Linked DNA regions of Capra hircus: region 2 is linked to region 1. Evidence: chromatin contacts called from public Hi-C data. All regions are on one chromosome and are shown on one strand. The core of a region is the stretch at or near the end of the contact, and the rest is flanking DNA. Distances in the headings are between cores, read along the strand shown. Region 1 overlaps METTL16 (methyltransferase-like protein 16). Region 2 overlaps PAFAH1B1 (platelet-activating factor acetylhydrolase IB subunit alpha).

What was found. Hi-C and Micro-C count contacts between places; a contact is called where the count stands out from the background.
Region 2: a contact with region 1 is called in a Hi-C map of blood, with 4 times the contacts expected there. The contact joins two enhancer-like sites. A contact is called at or near these places in 2 of 5 Hi-C or Micro-C datasets (blood and liver).

Annotation. Positions count from the first base shown.
Region 1 is chr19:23,170,191-23,175,826 of ARS1.2, forward strand. METTL16 (methyltransferase-like protein 16) reads right to left here. Exons shown (of 10, transcript XM_005693325.3): 10 at 2,175-5,636. Among named protein-coding and RNA genes, the nearest start is that of MNT, 11 kb to the left of the region's middle. Within about 2 kb of position 1,696, at least 1 of the 5 cell types and tissues checked has an H3K27ac peak or open chromatin away from gene starts, as enhancers often do.
Region 2 is chr19:23,366,544-23,372,772 of ARS1.2, forward strand. It overlaps PAFAH1B1 (platelet-activating factor acetylhydrolase IB subunit alpha), which reads left to right. Exons shown (of 12, transcript XM_018064414.1): 12 at 1-1,470. Among named protein-coding and RNA genes, the nearest start is that of CLUH, 25 kb to the right of the region's middle. Within about 2 kb of position 2,253, at least 2 of the 5 cell types and tissues checked have an H3K27ac peak or open chromatin away from gene starts, as enhancers often do.

The sequences.
Region 1 (5,636 bases), core at 446-2,945:
TAAAGATTTACCGTCAAGTAAACTTCTTATAGCTCCTCTCGGCTGCGCTTAGTGAGCCGGCTCGCAGCTGCCTGCGCCAGACTTCAGCAATACGTGAACCGTGAACTCCCTGATGTTCAAGCCGGTTTTAGAAAAGGCAGAGGAACCAGAGATCAAATTGCCAACATCTGCTGGATCATAGAAAAAGCAAGAGAGTTCCAGAAAAACATCTATTTCTGCTTTATTGACTATGCCAAAGCCTTTGACTGTGTGGATCACAATAAACTGCGGAAAATTCTGAAAGAGATGGGAATACCAGACCACCTAACCTGCCTCTTGAGAAATCTGTATGCAGGTCAGGAAGCAACAGTTAGAACTGGACATGGAACAACAGACTGGTTCCAAATAGGAAAAGGAGTACGTCAAGGCTGTATATTGTCACCATGCTTCTTTAACTTATATGCAGAGTACATCATGAGAAACGCTGGACTGGAAGAAACACAAGCTGGAATCAAGATTTCCAGGAGAAATATCAATAACCTCAGATATGCAGATGACACCACCCTTATGGCAGAAAGTGAAGAGGAGCTAAAAAGCCTCTTGATGAAAGTGAAACAGGAGAGTGAAAAAGTTGGCTTAAAGCTCAACATTCAGAAAACGAAAATCATGGCATCTGGTCCCATCACTTCATGGGAAATAGATGGGGAAACAGTGGAAACAGTGTCAGACTTTATTTTTTTGGGCTCCAAAATCACTGCAGATGGTGACTGCAGCCATGAAATTAAAAGACGCTTACTCCTTGGAAGAAAAGTTATGACCAACCTAGATAGCATATTCAAAAGCAGAGACATTACTTTGCCGACTATGGTTTTTCCTGTGGTCATGTATGGATTTGAGAGCTGGACTGTGAAGGCGGCTGAGTACCGAAGAATTGATGCTTTTGAACTGTGGTGTAGGAGAAGACTCTTGAGAGTCCCTTGGACTGCAAGGAGATCCAACCAGTCCACTCTGAAGATCAACCCTGGGATTTCTTTGGAAGGAATGATGCTTAAGCTGAAGCTCCAGTACTTTGGACACCTCATGAGAAGAGTTGACTCACTGGAAAAGACTCTGATGCTGGGAGGGATTGGGGGCAGGAGGAGAAGGGGGCGACCCAGGATGAGATGGCTGGATGGCATCATGGACTCGATGGACGTGAGTCTGAGTGAACTCCAGGAGATGGCGATGGACAGGGAGGCCTGCCGTGCTGCGATTCATGGGGTCGCAGAAAGTCGGACACGACTGAGCGACTGAACTGAACTGAAACTTCTCATAAGTCTGGATTTCCGGCTTTCCTCAAGAAATAAGACCCAGCATCACTGGGTAGCTACTTCTGCTCGGCAGTAACCAGCAGGCATCAAACACAAGTGACTTGAGAGCAGCAGTGCCCCACCAGTGGGAGTGGGAGCTCCAGCCCTTCTTGTCTGGCCCCTGGGGTAGAAGATGAGGAAATACTTCCCTTTGGGAATGAAAGTGTCCATTAATAAAACAGAGGCCAGCGTTTGCTCCAGAAGCCCCACATCTACCCCTCTGAAGGCAAACCCTGGGACAAAGAGACTTCAATTAGGGATCCTGACCAGACTGGGAATGCCCACTTCCCAGCAAGAGACAGGGAGCCACTGGCATCACACACAGGGGGGGCAGGTTACCCACTGTCCCAGGCTCAGCAGTGCTCGCAGGGCAGCTTCCCCTGGGGGCAGGCTGGCTGCTGGAGCTGGCCAAGGATCCCCCAGCTGGGAATTTCTTGGCTCCGTTTCCTCCACTCTCAGCCACACTCCTTGAATTCCCACCAGATGGCAGGCAGCCTTTCCTTTTCTCCAGATTCACACGGTCCATTCCCTTACCTGGGGAAGACGACTTGCTATTTTTTACGATGACTGTTACCCTTCTGTAGCAAGATCTGAAAGTCTATCAGTTTTGCTTTCTGTAAGTGAAATATTTGATGCTGCCTAATATTTTTAAAAAAAAATCCTTCTTCCCCTTATTATATAATTATGCGTTGTCAAAGAGTCATTAGCTAATTATCAGTTATTTTACATTGATTCCGATCCAAAGTGTGCTTGCACTAGACTGTGGCTTCACTATCGACTTAATTATCTGTACTACTGCCAAATACAAAATTCTATAAAGACTTGGTAGTGTAAGTTAAGAACTAATTATAAGCAATTTCATTTTATTAAAGCTTGCTCACTGATCAAAGGCTGGAAAATAATATGACCTTCAAATGCTCAAAGGCAGAGTTGGTTAAGACTTATTTTCTCTTTCCTGTGTCGTATTGTCCAAGCTTCCTTCCCTAAAGATGGGTCCACGGAGCCCAGGAGTCCACTTCCATCCTAAGTGTAGCATTCGTGACAGATGGAGATTGGTATGAAACCCGTCTCCTATCTCTGGACCTGAGGTCAAGTCCCTGTAAACAACCTTAGGGCAAGTCATTTAAGGCATTTCTGAGCTGCCACTTCTTTACAAAGCACACAGGGACTCCACGCCTCTTTGCGGGGTTAAGTCAGACAACTGACATAGAGGACTGATAATCAGTATTGGTTGCCTGTTTATCCTCCCACTACACAGCAGTCTGGATTTCTGCTCTCGGTCAGAGTGGCAGTCTATACTTGCACTGACACACTTGAGGTCTTGGCTTTTTCACCTGAGTCCCTTGATAGAAGATGTTCTGACCAGAAAGTGAAAACTCAAGAGAAACTCAGAAGCAATGAGCCTACCCCTTGTTTATGGACTCTTCCAAGGGGCTTTAGTATTCCTCTCACTTAACTGCTGTCACGACTCCTGGAAGTGAGAATCCAGCGCCTTTTGCATGACGAAGTCAAGCCTCAGTGAGAATGACTGACCCTGTAAGTGAACTGGAATGTAGACTCGGGTCTGATGAACTGTGAAGTCTGTGAGCTTCTGTTTTCCAGGCCCCTGCACTTTCTGGCCCACTCCGCGTTCTCTCAGTTCCCTGGCTCCTAATCAGCACCCGTGATCCCCCGCTTCCCTGAAGACAGCCTGGAGTCCCCAAAGGTTCTGCCAGGCTGGGAGAGGAGCAGAGAAAAGGCTGCACCTCAGAGACCATTCAGAGGTGCAAGGCCTTCAGTCACAACATGGTCCCCTGGAGTAAAAGCAAAGCCTCCAAAAGGCAGCATTAGCCATTCCGAAAGGCAGCATTAGCTGTTCCAACCAGCAATTAAAAAAATAAACTGCTGTTTTAGTCATTTGGGTGAGTCACAGCAGAGGATCTGAATGTCTTTGCAGAGCAGAGCAGGAACCCTCTGGTATGTGTGTGAGGTCCCACTGCTTGCAGGGTGAGCCCCCCGCAGCCTTCCTTAATACGGTGCTGGCACAAGCACCAAGAGGTTTGTACCCGGAAGCATGAGACGGTTCAAGACCATCAACGCCCTGCTCCAGGAGGCAGAGGCCAATCCATCCTCACTAGTAAGCCTCCTCTGGGTTTTTACTGGGCTTAATGCCCATTCAGCAAACTGATTCTCCTGAGTGCCAACTTCTGCAAGAGATGTGGCTGTGAAAGTGTTGCGCCTTTGAGACTTCCCTTCTGTCAGAGCACTCCTTAGGAATGCTGAAAGCAGCTTCTTTCTTAAGGCTCTATTATTCTTCCTGCGACACAAATAGTAGTTTTGGATAACTTACTATGTAAAATCATGAAACGTCCCCCTCCAGCACCAACTAGAGACCAATAACAAGTTGATCCAAAGGACTAACACAGCCTGGGTCTATTTTAGAGTAGTAAGACAGGTGGAAAGAAAAACAATTTTTAAATCATCTGGGACCATAAAGAAACATAAAAAGGTTGAAAACTTATGCCCAGACCACAGGGTGGTGAGTTTTTCCTTCTTTCTTTCATCTCTCTAAGTTTTTTTAACGTAAAAACGTACTTGCTTACAAAAAAATATTTACCTGAGTAGTGACTGGCTATTTCAGGAAAATACCAAGGACACAATTTTATCCACGCCCACCGTGAAGCTGATTAAAAAAAAAAAAAAAAAAGCCACATACGCCCTCGTGTGGCCGCAGCGGAAAACACCTGGATTTAAGTAAGAAGGAGGGGCTTCTTTTAGGAGGCCTACAATTTTCTAAAGGCCTTTGCATCTTTTCCATCCCTTGCAATTTTACTACACGTCAGAGCTTAGAAGCTGGTGTACTCATATGGTAAGCTTTGACAGGTTTCATGTTTTTAAAAATACATACTAAAATTATAAGTATATATCACCCACACACTCCCTTAAGACTAGCTGAAACTCCACCACAGAGACACAGACCCTGTGAGGACAAGCAGTGATGCTCTGGTGTGTGAACAGCTGGGCAAGGATGCGGGGTGAAGAAACCCACTGCTGGAAGCAAAACAGATTCCAAAGAACAAAAGCAGCTTATTCCCCTCCTTGGAAAACAAGTCCTGCTTCTGTTCCCACTTTGGTTATCAAGAGATCAGACGCCCAGGCCAGGGACCAGAACAGAATTTAAGATAATATCACAAAGACTGAATTTCATACCAATCCATCAACATGAACTTGACCTCCAGACACTTAGGCAGTTATCACTCAACATTATGACACACAGGTCAGTAATCTATTTCTTTAAAAAAGAAAAAAAAAATTCATCTTCCCCTTTTATCAGAGGTATAGGCTACCCCATATCACACAATTATAAAGTATATGTGTAAGTGAAAGGATTTTTAAATGTCTTTTAAAAATGTTTCAATGTTCTCTCATTAGATAGAAATAAACTATTCTTCTCAGAGAAGGAACTGAAGACACACCAATGCAAAAACGGCACTCACAGTTTCAGCAGTGGAAGGCTCTCTCGCCACATGCTTCTTAAATTCTAAGAGCATTAGCTTAAACTATAAAACATCTTCGACTGCACCAAGCCTCAAACCTGGGGCACCAAACATACACAGACATAAGACACCTCTTATGTGCTTCCAGGTCCACAGAGGATTCTCTGGGAATCTCTAACAAAGGCTAATACTGTGGCTGAAATACATCGTGAACAAGTGAGGAGGATAAATAATACACTCCTGTGACAACACGGAGGAAAAAAGCATAAAGTGAATATACAGAATGAACACAACCAAAGTTGAACCCCACACACTCACACACCCCATCTATAGAGAGAGATTAGTGACTGGAAGAAAACACTGAAATACCAACAGTGGCTATGCTCCCGATGGCTGAGACAAGGGGTGACTGAAGCTGTTTCCTCCGTTCACCTTTCCAAATCCTTAATGAGCACGTACTACTCCTTTACAGTGAAACAAACAGACAGACAGTGACGGCTTTACTGAGTGAAGAGTTGTTACCTGCCTCACTTACCCTAAAATTTGACCAAGACAGAAACTAGGCTTGGGTCCAGCATACGACTCCACTGTGTCATGAGAGGTGAGGAGAGCAGGATGGTGTGGGTGGAAGGAGGAGATGGCTGGCCCACTGGAATCCAAGGCCCTGTGCTGAACCTTGGACTCTGTGGGACCCTGGGCATTAAGTTCGCTTTTCCTGTCAAAGGCTAACCAGCATAGTGGTTCCTAATCCCCAGTGAGTCAGTAGCTCCTCTCTGTAAGTCGGGGACCCTTCTCTCCAGGAAAAAACCCAAACATGTCCACAGAGCCTTTG
Region 2 (6,229 bases), core at 1,003-3,502, 200 kb after region 1:
CGAATCTCAGGGATGGTCCTCAACTGGATCCAAGTGTAAAGAGCCCTGTTTGAATAATGAGGGAGGGGGAGAGTGATCCATCCACAATCCGGAAGCAGATTTGCAGAGGTTTCCTGCACTGTTGTTTGACACTGCCCTGTTGATGCCCTTTCTTCCTGTTTCCTGTGTTTTCTCTGTCTGCTGTCTAACCCTGTGCCTTGCCTGGGATAAGTACAATGATGAGGTTACTGGTTTGGATTGTAAGTAGAGGAATTTATTAATTGGTTTAGAGGTTCACTGCTGCTTTGTCACTTTCTCAATCAGATTGGCCACTTATTTAAGAAATAAAAAGCTGGTAGAACTGCATCCTCCAACGATGACTGACCTTTTGTGTGTGTGGAAAGCAGACATTCCAGTGCCACCCTGACATAGCGTGCCCAAGACGTGCTGGCCGCACCCCTGACCGTGTGAGCCACGGAAGCTGGTTTTAGACATGGCTTGGAGAATAGTTGCTTGTTGACACGGCATCTTGCACTTTAGTAGGAGACTGAGACTGTCCTGTTTTGTCCATTGTGGTGTGACCAGTTGTGTGCCCAGAGCACTGCCGTAGAACTCACTAGTGTTAGCGCGTCCTCCGGGCTGCGGGCGCTCGCTGTCGTCTCCCCGGAAGCTTTGGCTCTAGGTCACCAAGCCCAGTCTCCTTACTGTCAGTGCCCTGCTCTCCTGTTTGCCTCTTTCTGTTTCTATGTGAACTTCCAGATAATATCACTCATTAAATAGTTTTTTTTTTTAATTTATTTAAAGAAAAACTATTTAGAAGAATATTTCGTTTTGTTGACAGTGGTGGCTTGATAATCCTTAAGCAACTGAAAATAAAATTGTCGAAGGAAACAGCACTGAAAAGATAGTTTATTCTCTGTCCAGCTGTATATAAATCCAGTATGTTAACTAATCTAGGTGATGCAAAGAAGAATCACCTGGTAAGAGAAGCAACATGTACAAAATCGGTGAAAAAGGTTTCAGTCTTTTCCAGTGGGGTGGGGGGAGGGCAAGCTGGATTTACAAGTCACAACTGGACTGAACTGGCCTTTTAATCTTTCCACTCTATCATGTAAGTAGCTGCTTTCTTGTCCTGCCTATACTTCAGGCGTCCCTAAAGCTCACTCTGAAGATGGTAGAAACACACACACAATCTTCGAGTTTAGAAGTTGATCCCGACACTGACATGAAGGCGAACGTTGATTTCATGCGAACGAACAGTTACAGAGGTGGTGATTGGAGAAAACCGTTCCCCAGATTGTAAGAGTTAACTGAAGATATTGACACAATTAAAAAAAAAATCAGTAAAGGAATGTATATAATATTGCTCTTGTGTTTTACAGTAAGATTTGTTGCTCTCAGACTGTGTAAAACAAGATTTATTCATGTTTTCTGCATATTAAAAAAATCTTATTGTACCAATTGGTAAACTATTAAATGCCTATAAAACTAGATGTGATTTTTATTTTTCCGGTCTTTCTGTGCACAGATTAAAAACCTTTTAAATTGAGTCCCAGTAGGAAGCAGGGTTGTGTTCAGCACCAGTCACAGGGAGAGTAAAAAGCAAGCTGCTGGCAGGGCAGCAGGGCCTTGCCTTAGGACGGAGCCAGCTCTGCCTTTGCTGTCTGCCTCCTCCACCCGCTTTGTGGGAGAGAGCTAGGCGTGCAGCTGCAGCGGCTCGCACAACCCATTGGGTTGAGCAGTTTCAGGCCATTTTCTAAGGCTCTGCCCTTCCCTCCAGCAGCTGTTTCTGACTGGCTACAGCTGAGGCCAGGAAGGACATTTTAAAACCCCCTTGCAAGGATTTGGTCCTGGAGTGGCGGTCAGGGCCCCCGGGGAGAAGTGACTCGACTGCCTTTTGCTTGCTAATGAGTGGGCCTTTTTATTCTGTCCAGTGGTCTTGGATTCTTGGAGATAACTAGTTAAGTTGCTCAGTTGTGTCCACTCTTTGTGACCCCATGGACTGAAGCACACCAGGCTTCCCTGTCCTTCACCATGTCCTGGAGTTTGTTCAAACTCCTGGCCATTGAGTGGGTGATGTCATCCAACCATTTCATCCTCTGTAACCCCCTCCTCCTGCCCTCAATCTTTCCCAGCATGAGGGTCTATTCTAATGCTGTTTAAGTTTGGTCGAAATGTACCAAGAATCCCCACCCTTTCCCCCAGATGCCCCACGGCTTTCTATGCGCTGTCTTTTCATCCCTGTGCTACTGCCCAGCTAGCATCCATAGTGTCTAGGGCACCTGCGAGGTCTCAGCAAAGGACAAGTTGGTGATGTAGTGGCTTCTTACACCCCAGCTGTCATCTTGCCTTTTAGGAAAGTGGCTTCTTTACCCCCCGCTCCTCCAAATGAGAGGCTGGGCCAAGAGCACCAAGAACTTTGCTCGAAGATAAGAGTTTCCTGGGTTTTGCAGCTTTTCAACTTCCTCACAGGGTTCTTTTCCCCTAGTCAGATTCAGATGAGCCTGACCACATTCCCTCAAGGTGGAGTTCCAGCTTGAGTGTCACTATCCTGAAGTGCACTTAGCTGTTCAGAACCTACTGGTTTGTCACACACCAAGCTTAACAAGACTGATGGTTGCGTGTGTTCCTGACAGGGTGAGGTCAGGAAGATCTGGTGGAGAACTGGTGCTGTATCCTGGGTGTGGCAGCTCTGTCCCTTAGTCTGGTGAACCTTGTCTTGCGAATAGATGGGCAATTCACTGCTGAGGAAAGTGACTCTGCGCTCCCCATTCCAGTGTCACCTGGGACCTCATCACAAATGCAAGTTCTCAGGCTCCAGCTTAGACCTGCTATATCCGAGACGGTGCATGGGTACACGCTTCATCGCTTCCGTTGTGTGACTCTGCAGCCCTCTAGACAGGTGTGGTGGTGGTGTGTGTATGTGTGCTCAGTTGTGCCCAACTCTGCAACCCCATGGACTATATAGCCCGCCAGGCTCCTGTGTCCGTGGGATTTTCCGAGCAAGAATAATGGAGTGGGCTGCCGTATCCTCCAGGGGATCTTCCCAATCCAGGGATTGGACTCGGGTCTCTTGCATCTTCTGCGTTGGCAGGCAGGTTCTTTACCACTGTGCCACCTGGGAAGCCAATGGACAGGTGAGATCCAGCAAATCTACTGTAACCATCCAGATGATTCTGATTCTGCTAAGTTTGAGAACCACTGATCTAAATGGCTGAACGACATTTTCATTGAAGAAAACATTAAGACAAGTCACTGGTGGTCCATGGGCCCTCCAGCTGGGGTTTGAACTCAGACCTCTTTTTCACTGACGGTTTGACACATGGGCTTGTTCCTTTGTATTTTTTTTCTTCCCATTCCCATCTCCAGTTTATTATTTCTTATGTAAACACGGGATAATTATATTCAAGGAAAAAGGGCAAGGATTTTCTCTTACACCAAAGTAAAGAACTGCTTTTCCAAGATCTTTTATACATAAATCCAGTAAATGAAGCGGCTGAATGGAAACACTTCATTTTTTCCTCACCATATCAGAAACATAACTAAAAGTGAATTTTTGAGTGAATAAGTTCAACACTTTGCCATACTCACAGTTAAAGACTGCATTTTCCTGAAACTGTTTAGACATATCATGCAGACACTCCTAGGAATGTTTTGAGATCACTCTTACTAAGAATAAAAAACCATTACTTTCTCAAAACACTTTGTCATCATCCCCACTGGGTCACCAGTCCTCTGAAGTGACGATATCCAAAATTTGAATGCCTGTCAGGTGTCAACACTTCTCAACACATCCTCTTCCTCACATAGACCTCCCCCTGCTGGTGGATATTAGCACATTTTTACCTACAAGAAAACAGGCTCACTTAGGGTGAGGCCATACACGTGCGAAGGGTATGGAGCTGGAGCTAATTAAAAAGTGAACTAGGACTTGAACCCAAATGCTAGCTCTTTCCCTTAACTGGTTATGCTTAGATTAAGCATAAGCATCTAATTAACTAAGTGTAGGGAGGGCCTTCTGACATCTTTCAAACAAACATTCTTTAACCTACTTTTAGTAATACAGGAAAGACTCTCATCCCACCCACCCCTGAGGCCCTCTCTGTCACCATACAGCCAACTCCACTGTGGGGTGACCATTAGGAATGGGGTAGGTAGAGGCTGGGAATCGATAACAACTTGCCCACACTGGCAACACAGAAAGGCTCCTCATTCATTCTATCCGAAATGACTATTCTTAGGGTAACTGTGCCCTGAATGGCCTGCATCTCAGTGAGTTCTTTAATCAATGGATTTGCCTGTTTAATGTAGTTTCCATTTGAGGAGGCCCCCTGGTCCTCTATAATGTATCCTGATCATGCATGCCTTGTTTGATTGCTAGTGTTGATTGCTTCCAGTAGGGACCAGAAAATACTCAGGCCACATCAGGATACCTTATTCTCACCTTTAGGCTAAGTAGGAATTACTCAACTAAGTCTACCAGTTCTCACAATATTCACATTTGAAATGAAAATGATGCCACTGACAGGGGCTTAGTTTCCAAAATTTACAGTTCATACAACTCAATTACATAAAAACCAAACAACCCAATCAAAACAGGGGCATAAGAACTAAATAGACAGTTTCCCACATACAGATGGCCAACAAGCATATGAAAAGATACTCAACAAAGTTAATAGAAATGCAAATCAAAACTATAATCACTTCACACTGGTCAAAATGGCCATCATTAAAAGATTACCGGGACTTCCCTGGTGGTACAATGGTTAAGAATCCGCCTTGCAACACAGGGGATGCTGATTCCATCCCTAGATGCTAAGTCACTTCAGTCATGTCTGACTCTGTGTGACCCCAGAGACAGCAGCCCACCAGGCTCCCCCATCCCTGGGATTCTCCAGGCAAGAACACTGGAGTGGGGTGCCATTGCCTTCTCCGTCGATCCCTAGAGGGGGAACTAATATCCCACATGCCGAGGGGCTACTAAGCCACAACTAGAAGGTCTGTGTGCCACAATGAAAGATCCCATGTGACACAGTGAAGATCCTGTGCATTGCAACTAAGACCTGATGCAGCCAAATAAATAAATAAGATTAAAAGAATAAATGTTGGAGAGGGCGTGGAGAAAAGGAAAAAAACCCCATGCTATTAGTGGGAATGTAAATTGGTGCAGCTAGTATGGAAAACAGCAGGGTGGTTCCTTAAAAGGTAAAACAGTTGCCACAAAATCCAGCAGATACCATATATCTCTTGTGTGTGGAATCTAAAATACAACACAAATGAACTTATTTACAAAACAGAAATGGACTCAGACATAGAAAACAAAGGTTTCCAAAGGGAAAGGGGGTGGGAGAGGAATAAATCAGGAGCTTGGGATTAGCAGATACAAACTATCATAAATAAAATACATGAACAGCAAGGTCCTATTGGCATCTTCTCGACCCAGCAATGGAACCCAGGTATCCTGCATTGCCAGCAGATTCAGAGCCACCAGGGAAGCCCCCACTGTGTAGCACAGGGAGCTATATATTTGATATCCTTAATAAACCATAAGGGAAAAGAATATGAAAAATACATAGATCTATCTATGCATAAGTCACTTTGTTGTACACCAGATAGACAACATTGTATTAATAAATCAACTATACTTCAATTGAGAAAAAACAAACAGGTCTTCCTGGTGATCTAGTGGTTAAGACTCCACCCCTCCTCTGTAGGAAGCACGGGTTTGATCCCTGGGGAGTTCTCCATGGAGCTTGGTGCGGCCAAAAATAACTGAGTTTGGAGGACAGGAGTGAGTGGAGACAGATGATAGAACTTAATAACAAGTCTTTTAAAACTACTTTTTAAGTTGCAAAAGTTAACACCATGTTAAAAGAAATGCAACCAGGGAAGGACAGGACAGCAGAAAGTGCAAGGCCAGCCTGGGGGCCACGAGGAGGCGCAGGTGGGCGTGGCTCACACACCTTCAACCTCATCTCCATGAAGACCTGCATGCCAGTTCTCACACTAACCCTTCCTGGATGCCACTGTTCACCCTGTCGTGAAACATCGAACCCTATCAACCAATAGGAGAAAGCGTAGATTTCACACCTCTCCGTCTTTTATAAAACAACCCCTTGTCATTTGGCTTGTCAAGAGGTACTGGCCATCGCTAATAAGATTAAGGGATCAACCATGACAAATGGGCCTCTCAGGTGACTGGACAACTGTAATTAAACCTGATCCCCTCTCAGCTTTTACAAGGTGATGC